Linked DNA regions of Zea mays: all the other regions are linked to region 3. A link is a contact called in public Hi-C data. All regions are on one chromosome and are shown on one strand. The core of a region is the stretch at or near the end of the contact, and the rest is flanking DNA. Distances in the headings are between cores, read along the strand shown.

Region 1 (4,196 bases), core at 153-2,652, 130 kb before region 3:
CGCCTCCTTCGCCCCGACAAGCCTAGGCGAAGGCCCCCGACGACTTCAAGGACCGGGTGATCGAAGCCTCGAAGACTACAAGGCTTTGTCCCCCTCAGCGCGAGAAGGGGCCCATGTGCAATTCGGCCCATGTCGTGGGACCACGCCCGCAAGTGCCATGTGGGCCGCGTCTGTAATAAAGCATGTTGTAATGACACACTGTACCCCCCCCCCTATGAGGGAATATTCCGGGGATAAATTAGGTAACTGAGGGCCTAGCTGTCCTTGACAAGGGCGGGCGGTCCCTCGGTTACCTATAAATCCCCACGTACTGTGCCAAAGCAAAGAGAGAGAACACTATTGCCTCGACACCCTGTGTTTAGAGGCATTAAACTACTCCCACCACTTCCCTATTGGATCCTGCTGTCCCAGGAGGCAGGTTCCAACACAGTGCAGATTATTCAATTGTGATCAGCAATTGTTACAGAACATCTCTATGTTCATTATTTAAATGGATTTGCAATCAGTTTTTAGTTCTTACTGTTCCGTCCTAAGAATTATTTTCACTAGACACAGAACGATAAATTGACAATACAGCATAGCTGATTAAGATTGTGAGCAACAATTGTCACAGTAGATCTCAATATCCATCATTAAATGGACTTGGCATCAATTTTTTTAGTTACTATTATTGTTATGTCCTAATAAAAAGTATAAATTAGTATCCCAGGACACAGAACAACACGCTAGATGACATCTCGACTTAAATCTAGAGTTTCCTGTAAATGCTCATACAGATACAGGCTATCACAATAATCTGACGACAGGTCATATAATAGACCATCCAGAATTTTAAACTTAAAGACAAGATTCTTTCGATTAGTAGCGGAATTAATAACGAATACAAAACGCAAACTGGATCACTGTTTGGCCAAAATCAGTAGCCTCATCGCCTACATGTTTCATCAGCAGAGACATCCTCACAGACAGCTCCCAAGATAGCCATGTATACGAACAGACATCTGCAGACGTTGTTCGTATGCGCAGAGCCTAACAACGCAGCTCGCAATCCCGCCCAGACACACAAGATCGAAGATTTGAGGCCACCACCGTATCTCAATACAACAATAAAGCGCGGTAACGAAGAAAAGGTCAGGCAGAACTCTCACCTGGGTGAGGACGCGCCGCCACGCCATGGGCCCGAATCCCTAGCCCAGCGCCACTCGGCCCACGGAGATTCCGAAGAAGAAGCGCCCACGCGGTCTGGGAGGACGGACGATCCCAACGGAAGCGAGCGGTGGGGAAGCAGGATTTGGGGGTGGTCGGTGGCGGCGCGATAGAGGAGGGCGCGGGATGTGAGGGTGTAGGCGGCAGCGGCTTAGGTCATGGGCAAGCAGTCGAAGCTTCGAGGGCGTACAGGAAAAGTGAAGGAGAGGAAGACGACATGAGTGAGAACGCCCTCGATTTTTTGTCTTTTTTAAATTGTTAGGCTGTATGCCTGTATCCGGCAGCACAAAGTGTATATGTGTCACACTCTTTACAAACAAAAATCGAATGTATAACATATATGTAATAGAATTCATTTTTCATATATATGTTGTGCCACAAGTGTGATATATTAAAAGATAATACAATAAAAACGTAAAAAGAGTATAATAACTTTATTACATTATCTAAACTTAAAAATCTTGAACAATATTATCATCAAAGTACAACAAAAATATTATGGGTAATCTCTCAGAGGAAGATGACCGGAGCGTCGCTGGACTCCATACTCGTCAACGTTTTTGTCAAAGTCTTCCTCATCACCTTCTGATAAAAATTTTAACAATAGGTGAACTCACTTACGGTGAGGGCTTAGCAAATGGGAGGAACTATGCAAGGTTAGCAAGGTAGGCTATGGTTACGTGGTAAGCATTTTAGTTGGTCAATATTTTATTAGCAACACCTAACTTACTATTTGTAAGTGTATCTCAAAACCCAATAAAATTATGAGCATAATGATTATATCTCAAAACACTTAAGTGAAACTATTTAAACAAACCATTTAAAAAACCACGGGATCACGATTTTGACTCCATCTTTAGGTTCAATTATCATGTGAGGGTACATGCTGCTCTTAACCATGATCACGGCTGACATATCAGTTTTACACTCTGCAGAGGTGGTACAACTTTACCCACATGACGTGTATCTCTTATTGTCGACGTTTCGGACCCCGGGGGACCCTCAACCGGGCCGACCAGTGAATTTTATCGTTGCGTGCCCCTGCCCAGATGGGTTGGCGCAAGATGGAACACAAGAGGGAAATGCGGCTCGTGTTATCTCGCACCAGGGGGTGCTCGTAGTAGGGGTTACAAGCGTTCGCGCGCGAGAGAGAGAGTGAGCCTGTTCGTTTGCTCGTCCCTCTGCGCGACCCTCCCGCATGAAGGCCCTGGACCTCCCTTTTATAGATGCAAGGAGATGGTCCAGGTGTACAATGGGGGGTGTAGCTTATGCGCTAACGTGTCTGGCAGAGAAGTGCCTGAGCCCTGTATACATGTCAACGTGGCTGTCGGAGAGGTGCTAGAGCCCTGTGTACGCGATAACGTGGCTGTCGGAGAAGTGCCTGGGCCCTGTAGAAGCACAGCTGGCGGTGCTGCTGGGATCCTGCTGACGTCTCCTTGCTTCCGTAGGGGGCTGAGAACCACCGTCGTTATGGACGCACGCGGGGAGCCATCATTACCTGTTACCGAGACGAGCCAGATGGGACGCCGGTCTTGTTCCCTCGTAGCCTGAGCTAGCTAGGGGTAGGGTAATGATGTATCCCATGTGGCGCGGTCGGTCCGAGCCTAAGGTCGGGCGAGGCGGAGACTTCTCCTGAGGTCGAGGTCGGGTCGGGTGAGGATGCGATTCCTCTCGAGGCCGAGGCCTAAGGTCGGGCGAGGCGGAGCTTCCTGTTGCGCCCGAGGCTGAACTCGGCTGTTGTCAGCCTTACCCGGGTGGTTGGCACAGCAGTCGGAGCGGTGTGAGCGGTGCTGTTTTCCTGTCAGATCGGACAGTAAAGGGGTGAAGTGACTGCGGTCACTTCGACCTTGCCGACTGCGGCACGCGTGTCAGGATGAGATGTCAGGCGATCTTCGCATTGAATGCGCCTGCGATACGGACGGTTGGTGAGGTGATTTGGCCAAGGTTGCTTCTCGACGAAGCCTGCCCGAGCTGGGCCTCGGGCGAGCCGAGGGTGCGCCCACTGCCTGAGGAGGCCCTCGGGCGAGGCGTGAATTCGTCCGGGACTACTGTTCCCGCCCGAGGCCGGGCTCGGGCGAGACAAGATTGCGTCCCTTGGTAGACGAGGCCTTGACTTGAACCGTGCCCATCAATCTTTGCAGTTTGTGCTGAGGGTGCTTACCAGCCGTGTTTAGGAGTGTTGGGGGTACCCCTAATTACGGTACCCGACAGTAGCCCCTGAGCCTCGAAGGGAGTGTTGGTACTCGCTTGGAGGCTTTGCCGCATTTCTCTATGAGGGGACCGACCTTTCTCGGTTATACTTTGCTCCGGTGGGTGCACGCGAGCGCACCCGCCGGGTGTAGCCCCTGAGGCCTCGGAGGAGTGGTTTGACTCCTCTGAGGTCTTAATGCTTTTCGTGATGCTTCGGTCGGCCTTGTTGTTCCCTCATGCGGCCTGGTCGTAGCCCGGGTGCATGGTCAGGTTCCGAGTTTTTAGGCTGGTTTGTTGACGCTGTCAACGGTTTGGCCGTAGCCGGGTTGCGAGAGCAGCCCCCGAGCCTCTGCACGGAGCGAGAGGACGATCAAGGACTGTCTCGACTTTTATTATACGCCCCTTCGTCGCCTTTGCTCAAGGAGGAAGGGGGGAAAGCGCCATGTTGCCGTTGGAGGGCGCCGAACATGGTGTCTCCAGTGAGTTGCTAACGGGTGATCCGAGTGGACGCCCGTGCCCCGTTCGATAAGGGTCGGCTAGTGGCCCAGAGGCGCGCTCCAAAAGTACCTGCAGGTGATTTGCCGGACCCGGACCCATTCAATAGGGTCCAAGGGCTCGATGCCTCCCTCTGGTGGGATTCTGTTACAAAATCGCTCCTGCTGGTCTCAGAAATGTCCTAGGGTACCTCGGGAGCGTAGCCCGAGCCTCGGCCATGTAACAGACGTACCCAGAGTCATCCCTCACTCTGCATGCTCTGGGGCGGCTGTCAAACCCTTCCGAGGGGCCAGCCTTCGAACCCC
Region 2 (4,148 bases), core at 280-2,779, 210 kb after region 3:
TGAACGGAAACAGAATTTGATAATACCAACTTGAAACCCATCTTCCTTTTTCAATGAAGGACGAGGGAAGCAAAATAATGGCCAGGGAAAAGCTAGAGAGACAGACCGTGTAAGAAATCCATGGGTTCTTTTCCGCTTGATTGTACTGGGCTGGTAAGTTCTTTTCGGGAGCAACTGAAAGGGGTCATTAGGAACAGGATCCTCGACTACAAATAGCAGAACAGAAGCAACGGATTAGAAAAAGACATCAAACTAACAAAAATAAAAGTTGATCCTAGCTGCCAGGTCATAATCCAAAGCCTACATATCATAATCAAGACTCTAGTATTCACCAAATATAACTACGGCAACATTTCCAGCAACAGAAGTAGCAAGGAACAGTCACTGTTTGGGACCATGCAAGGAAACAATCCAGGAACAGCAGGACGAACTGCATGTACTTGAGTATTTGTCATACACTTTCTAACCAATTTTAGGACAATCAGCAGCAGCTGGAACAAGAAATGGCCACCATTTGGCACTATGCAAATAAACAGTCTTAGCAAAAGGAGACTTGGGTAATTGAGTATTTCTACTGCACTTTCTACCAGACTTAATTTCAACATAAATCATAGCAGAATTTCCTAAGCTCCACACAATCTCAGTTTTAGGCTGTCAAATGATCCACAAACAATTTATGCAGTGTATCAATCTTTAGGTTCTGCCACCTACTATTTAAGGAACAAAAAGGCATCAAGGAACTTTAAATACTGAGTACTGTATTGCAAGCAACGTGTTCTTCTATGCGTAAGAGCATCAATAACACTAGAAACGTGACTTCTCAAGGTTGATCAATCACTTAGTAACTTTCAACACAAGCCAGATAAAAGTAACACATCAGCATTGATGAAGGCAACCATGACTTTTCAGAAAACAATGCCCCCAAATAAGGTAACTGTATGAAATCTTGGCAATTCTTCCCAAGTCCGCAAAAAGCAAAGCTTAATAGTGAAATGGTATAACTGCAAATCACAGAAAATGCGCATTACAACAGAAATCATGCGAGTTTCGAGTAGTCACACACTGCAATTTCTATATTCAACGACACTACAATCTCTATATTCAACGAACGGTTTATGAAAAACATTGATCCCAGTCCCCCTATTCCCCATTTCTGAAACTGGCAGTGACTAGCGATCCGAGCCCAACTTCAATACTCAATCACGGCCCAATCCATTCATGAGTGCGTGTGTGTGAGAGAAGCTGTACCGTCGTCGATGAAGAAGCGGAGCGAGGGAAGTCCGCAGGGGAAGGATATCTCGCCGGGGAGCGAGCTCAGCCTGGCGATGGTCTCCGCCTCGTAAGCGTCCACCCCCGCCGGTGCCGGCGGCGGGACGTGTGGCTGCAGCCTGGCTAGCGGCAGCCCGGCGCGGGGTATGGACGAGGACGGAGACGCGAGAATGCGGCCGAAGAGGGATGATCCAACCCGTGCAAGGGTCTTCGCCGCCGACGCCATCGCCGAGCAACCCTAGCCTCCTCCTCCCCCTGCTCCTCCTCTGCTACGTTGCCGCACTTTTTTTTGGTGGAGAAACTATTCCCTCACCGCACTTGGGCTGGCGAGCTATGCTGAACTCTGTGTGCCTCCAATGGGCCGAATGACGATGTTCAAAAGGCCCGTTTCAAGAATTCTGGGTTGATCGGATTTGTTTGCTTTGTGGCGTTTCGTTGAAAGAGCGACTGAGGCGCTGAGCATATTGCCTGCTGCCAGTACTAGCTGGCGTGCTGCTGACTGTATCGTGGACAGCGTCAAAGCCTCAAAGGCCAACGTGGGCTGGGCAGACATAGCGTACTCACTCCGGTGTACTATTAGTTATCGTTTTCGATAAGGTTTGAGTCAAACTTATAAATTTTTAACTAAAATAACTATTTTATTATTTAGTTTTGAAACCTAATATTTATATGCACGGATTTGTCTTAAAAATAATTTTATAAAAGTATAAATATATTAAGAGTTTATTTATATTTTAACAAAAAATCATTAGTCAAAGTTATATTTTACTATTTTAAAGATCGTGTTGTCCTAAACGACAACTAATAGAAAACTGGAGGGAGTATTCCACAACCGCAACCATTTTGCTTGGATCGTATGGAATGGATCAAACATTCATCCAAGAAGCAAGGTGCTGAAGCTCCTTTGATACGGTAGTACGGTACACTCCTATATCTGATAATTATATGTTTGTTCATTTGAAGATTGATTACCCTTTGGGAACCTATCAAGTGCAAACTAACCATTTGCCATGTAAATTCTTATGATAATTTTTTAAAACACCCCTCGACGTGCACCTAGGGATGGCAATTTAATCCGCAAACCCGAAACCCGGTGGGTACCCGACCCGATGGGTGCAGGCATGGGTAGAGATTTTGACCCACGATTGCAACCCGCAACCGATTCGAAGTTTCGCGAGTGTGGGTGTGAGTTTCTATTTCAACCATTGGGTGACCCATACTCGACCCAAAAATTGGTCCATTCTTTATTTTGCGCAAAATGTTTAAGATACAATAATAATTATTTTGAATAAATAATATGTCTAATGGTTCATAAATATTGTGTTGCTGCTCAACATGAGAAGGTTTGAAATCCATAGACATAACTCAAATGTTGTTGGTACTTAATTGTTATAGTTGAATTATTGTTTAAACGTGTACAATGAGTAAAACTCGCGGGTGACCCGAAACCCGACGAGTTCGTGTGCGGGTTTGGAATTACACCCGTGGGTGCAATAATGGGCGGGTTTAAGTAGACTTCACGTGTGTGATCGCAGGTGGATTTTTGTGCCACCCAACCCGAATCCGACCCATTGCCATCCCTACGTGCACCAGCTTAGTGAAAGGGAAATGTGCCCTTGGGCCATTTCTAAGTATTTTGGTGGTTTAGTGCCCAACACAAGTGCCTAAGTGTAAAAAGGTGGACAAAGTACAAATCAAGGATAAAGGTATGTTTCTCAGACTTAGTACATTGTTTTATGGACTAATGTATTGTGTCTAAGTGCTGGAAACAGGAAAAATCCAATTAGCTGAGTCTGGGAGCACCGGACTGTCCGGTGGTGCACCGGACAGTGTCTGGTGCGCCAGGCTGGCTCGAGCGAAGTGGCCGCTCTCGGGAATTCACCGGCGACGTACGGCTAAAATTCACCGGACTGTCCGGTGAGCCAACGGTCGGCCGGGCCAACGGTCGGCCGCGCGATCTGCGCGGGACACGTGGCCGAGCCAACGGCTAGAAGGGGGCACCGGACTGTCCGGTGTGCACCGGACATGTCCGGTGCACCAACGGCTCTCAGGCTGCCAACGGTCGACTGCGCCATATTTGGAAGGAAATCGGGCACCGGACACTGTCCGGTGTGCACCGGACTGTCCGGTGTGCACCGGACTGTCCGGTGCACCAGACGACAGAAGGCAAGAATGGCCTTCCAGATTTGCTCTCAACGGCTCCTAGCTGCCTTGGGGCTATAAAAGGGTCCCCTAGGCGCATGGAGGAGAAGCCCAAGCAACCTTAGAGCATTCTTGATCATCCACACTCAGTCTTTGCGCATTCGTTTGTCATTCTCAGTGATTCGAGCTCTGTTCTAGTGAGAACTTTGAGATAGTCTTTTGAGCTCGATTCTTGGCCGTGTGTGTGCACATTTTGTTGTGGATTTGTGTGTGTTGCTTCCCTCCCTTACTCCGTGTTTCTTTGTGAACTTCAAGTGTAAGGGCGAGAGACTCCAAGTTGTGGAGATTCCTCGCAAACGGGATTGAGAAAAAGCAAGCAAAACACCGTGGTATTCAAGTGGGTCTTTGGACCGCTTGAGAGGGGTTGATTGCAACCCTCGTCCGTTGGGACGCCACAACGTGGAGTAGGCAAGCGTTGGTCTTGGCCGAACCACGGGATAACCACCGTGCCATCTCTGTGATTGTTTTCTTGTGGTTATTGTGTTTTGTTGAGATTCCTCTCTAGCCACTTGGCGTTTACTGTGCTAACGCTTAACCAAGTTTTTGTGGCTTAAGTTTTCAAGATTTACAGGATCACCTATTCACCCCCCCCCCTCTAGGTGCTCTCAATTGGTATCGGAGCAGTTCTCTTCAAGAAAGGGACTAACCGCCCGAAGAGATGGATCCTAAGGGCAAGG
Region 3 (3,765 bases), core at 106-2,605:
GGTCCATTTGAGAGTTCATCTAATGTGGTTCAGGGCCCATTACTGGGTGATTTCGACGTTGCTGCGAACGTCACACCGACTCATATAGTTGTCGATTCCGTTCGACTGGAACCAATGGATCGCTGCCTCTATTCGTGATAAACCATGAGTCAGATTCTCCTAGGACTCAAACATGAGCTGGTGACACCCTCAATGTTTCATATGTTAGGGTCTTGGCCGCTAGTGTGCCCATCTTGGGCTGCCCCTTACCCAATTTTCGCCGGAGCGACCGCGAGCCCTTCGTGGCTCGGTCTTCGAACTCCAGAATTCATGGTTGTCTTGTTGTGAGTTTTTTTCACTCTTTGGACCCTGCTAAAGGAATTTGAACGAGTTTGGGTCCTTACCGGAAAGCGATCCCTTGACGTCCGTGAACGTGTTCGGGTCCTTGCCGGAAAGCGATCCCTTGGCATTCGTCTAGTAATTTAGGTCAGGGCGTTCTCGAAGGGTGGCTCGGTCGGTTCTGGCTCCCTTTGAATTTCTCGAGACCCTGCATTAGCCGGGCAGACAACAAAGAGGTATTAGCGTGTCTGTGTTTGCTCAGAAGGGTATAAATGTCACACCGACTGGAAGGACAAAAAATTGTTAGCAAGAGAGGCTAGTTCTTAGGTACTGCTCCCCTCCCCCTCTCGCTCCTGAGCCCTTAAGGCATCCAGCCTAGGGTCAGGAGTAGGTTGGTTTAGGAGCGTCGAAGTCTTGATATGGATAGAATTGACGCAGTTGCTCGATGTTCCATGTGTTGGGAAGCGTCCTCCCCTTCTTGTCCTTCAGCTTGTAGATGTCTGATCGAAGTACCTCTCCAACTATGAATGACCCCTTCCATGGTAGAGACGGTTTGTATCGGTCTTTGTTAGTCTGGACTTGCCAGAGTACCAAGTCTTCTACTTGCAAAATCCTTTTTCGAACGCGACAGCCGTGGTACCTTCACAGTGCTTGCTGGTACCTTGCCGACCGCAAGAGTGCTACATTGTAGACTTCATCGAATTGGTCCCGCGTGTCTTCTAAGTTTTGCGTAGAGGCTCACCCTTGGGGTGCTGTATTTGAGGTCAGTGGAAGCATTAGTTTAAAAATATAGGAAAACCGTAGGATTTTAAAAAAGATGTTGACATAAAGGATGTCTCAGTTTACTGTGAAAATGACTTTGTTCAAAAAAAAAGTTTACTGTGAAAATGCCTTTGGTGGAGGACCCTCGGCCCCCTATACTGAAAAAAAATCTGTGAAAATGCGTGTCACTTCTTCGGGCCGTCTCGGACAGTCGGACACGCATGGCTGCTTGCAAATCGCACCTCCTGGGGGAGTACTGGTTAAACGGGTCCAAATCTCGGACCCGCAAACGGACCTCACCCACCCGTTCCTCCATCTCCGCCCCTTGCCGGCGATGGCACCGGCGCCGGCAGCGGCCTCGGCGGGGCGGAAGTCTCATGTCACCGTTCTCCTCCTCTACGTAGTGTGCGGCTTGATCCTGCTGCTTCTCCTCGCCTCCTACTCGCCCCGCCTCCAGCCCCACGCCCACGGCCGCAGCCTCCACCGCCGCCTCAAGCTCCACCCAAAGAGCTCCTTACCATCCGACGCTTCCTCCGGTGGGAACGGGGGGCAACAGAAGACGCAGCACCAAAACCACCATGCGGCCTCCTTCGACCCGACCATCGCCGAGCTGGAGCGTCGGCTGGACGACAAGGAGTGGGAGCGCGAGCACTACAGCCTCCTCCACGGCGGCGAGCCGGATGACCATATGAAGGAGTGGGAGGAGTTCCTCAAGGAGGAGGAGGACTTCATCAACGACGACGACCGATTCAACATCGCCGACCGTATCCGCGCGCTCTTCCCCAAGATCGACGTCGCCCCGCAGGACGGATTCGTCTCCCTCGACGAGCTCACCGCCTGGAACCTCCAGCAGGCCAGGGCTGACCAGCACCACCGCTCCGCCAGGGAGATGGAGCTCTACAACAAGAACGGCGATGAGATAGTCTCATTCGAAGCCTTCAATGCTCTGCGCCAAGAATCCCATGGTAACATTGCCAAAATACTCTACTTTTGTTTCTGCGTGAACAGGGCCGTGCCTGAGATTTTAGGAGCCCTGGACAAAAGCTTATATAGAGGCCCTTTTGACCTCTATATATGTACCCTTTTGACATCTATATATGTAAACACACTTTGATGGACCACACATTAAACGCAATTAGCTACTCCTGCCTATGGTATACGTGTACACGTACGTGCAAAGGTCGATCGTCGATAGCGTGTCCCGGCGTTTGCAGTCCTATCTAGATTGTCCAGTCCTTTGTCGACGTGGTGGTGGCACTGGCGACAAGAATTAGGTTTTCTAGATGTATTATATTCTGAGTCCTGATTTGGGAACTGGTTTACGTGAGCAGGCCAGTAACCATTTCCGGCTTACGTTACGTGAGCAAGATGGTAGAGGCTGGGTTGCCCGTTTACGTGAGGAGGATAGTAGGTCATAGTAGGGATGACAATGGGTACCCAAAACTCGAATACTCGACGGATTTTACCTAATTATAAGGAGTGAGGAGGATAGCAGGTCATAGTAGGGATGACAATGGGTAGGGGTGGTAATGGATCATGACCCTAATACTTGCTTCACAAATCAACAAAGCCCTTAATTTTGTTAGTTCAAAATTGTATTGTTTTATAATCCGACCCTAACTTGACTCGATCCTTAAATTTGCTAGGCTAAACTAAATGGCCCGTTACCACCCCTAACAATGGGTACCCAAAACTCGAATACTCGACGGATTTTACCTAATTATAAGGAGAGTATGGGATGATTTCTTTACCCATGGGTATGTTAATGAGTATTGAGTACTACCCATACACGTTAGTAAAATTATCTGTGTGGATATGGGTATGGGTAAAACTCTATACCCGTGTATATATATGGATAATCCAACGGGTAGAATTGTTTTATAGGTACAAGTATGGAATGCTACTACCCAATGGATATATACCCGTTGCCATCCATAGGTCGTAGCATTAGACGGTTGGGCTAACCAAGCTAACACCATTTGAGTTTATTAAATAACTAAGTACTATACTTAAGTATATATTTGAGGGCCCCTAACATTTTGGGGGCGCTGGGCGGCCGCCCACCTCGACCCCCCTCAGGTCCGGCTCTGTGCGTGAAGCAATAAGTGTAGCAATGTTGTCTCCGCGTGAAGCAATGAGTGTAGAAATGCAAGGAAAGGGTTCCTGCTATCACTGTATTTTCCTACGTTGGTTTGCTGATCGCTCGGTTCATGTTCTGCAGGAGAGGGCAATATGCTTGGGTTCGAATGGTGGAAGGAGGATCATTTCAATGCGTCAGATGCAAACGCTGATGGTTTCCTTGATAAAACTGAGTTCAATGAGTAAGCATTCGTTTCAGTAGTACCAAACGTCAACTTTCTTAGTAATATGGTTCTTCATTATTTCCTGACATCTGCCTTTTTATTTTCCTTACAGTTTCCTTAATCCAAGTGATTCGGATAATCCCAAAATCATCAATTTGCTCTGCAAACAAGAAATAAGGTGCATGCTTTGTCAGCTTTACATCTATTTTCTATCCTACTTTACATTAATTTTAGCAGCATATGTGTCATGGATTTGGAGTGGTTTAATCTTGGGTTTAGCCTTAAAAGGGTACATAAACTTTATACAAATCAATTATTGGCTTCAGAGTCCTGAATCCTGAATCCTCGAGCCATCAAAATATATGTTTGTGAAATTTGTTTC

Evidence for each region. A called contact is a pair of places that touch in the nucleus more often than the background predicts.
Region 1: a Hi-C map of tassel shows a contact between it and region 3, with 6 times the contacts expected there. The contact joins the promoter of LOC100384366 here to the promoter of LOC100273329 in region 3. A contact is called at or near these places in 13 of 25 Hi-C or Micro-C datasets (bundle sheath, ear, endosperm and 5 more) and 1 of 3 datasets of contacts at active chromatin or transcription factors (seedling).
Region 2: a contact with region 3 is called in a Hi-C map of endosperm, with 2.7 times the contacts expected there. The contact joins the promoter of LOC100272242 here to the promoter of LOC100273329 in region 3. A contact is called at or near these places in 5 of 25 Hi-C or Micro-C datasets (bundle sheath, ear, endosperm and 2 more).

The regions. Positions count from the first base shown.
Region 1 is chr8:142,860,418-142,864,613 of Zm-B73-REFERENCE-NAM-5.0, forward strand. LOC100384366 (ATP-dependent zinc metalloprotease FTSH 4 mitochondrial) reads right to left here and starts at 1,403. Exons shown (of 7, transcript NM_001349058.1): 1 at 1,149-1,403. The coding sequence starts at 1,175.
Region 2 is chr8:143,209,124-143,213,271 of Zm-B73-REFERENCE-NAM-5.0, forward strand. LOC100272242 (LIN1 protein) reads right to left here and starts at 1,530. Exons shown (of 3, transcript NM_001350728.1): 1 at 1,249-1,530; 2 at 107-206. The coding sequence starts at 1,495.
Region 3 is chr8:142,994,886-142,998,650 of Zm-B73-REFERENCE-NAM-5.0, forward strand. LOC100273329 reads left to right here and starts at 1,356. Exons shown (of 6, transcript NM_001147770.2): 1 at 1,356-2,045; 2 at 3,302-3,401; 3 at 3,496-3,561. The coding sequence starts at 1,415.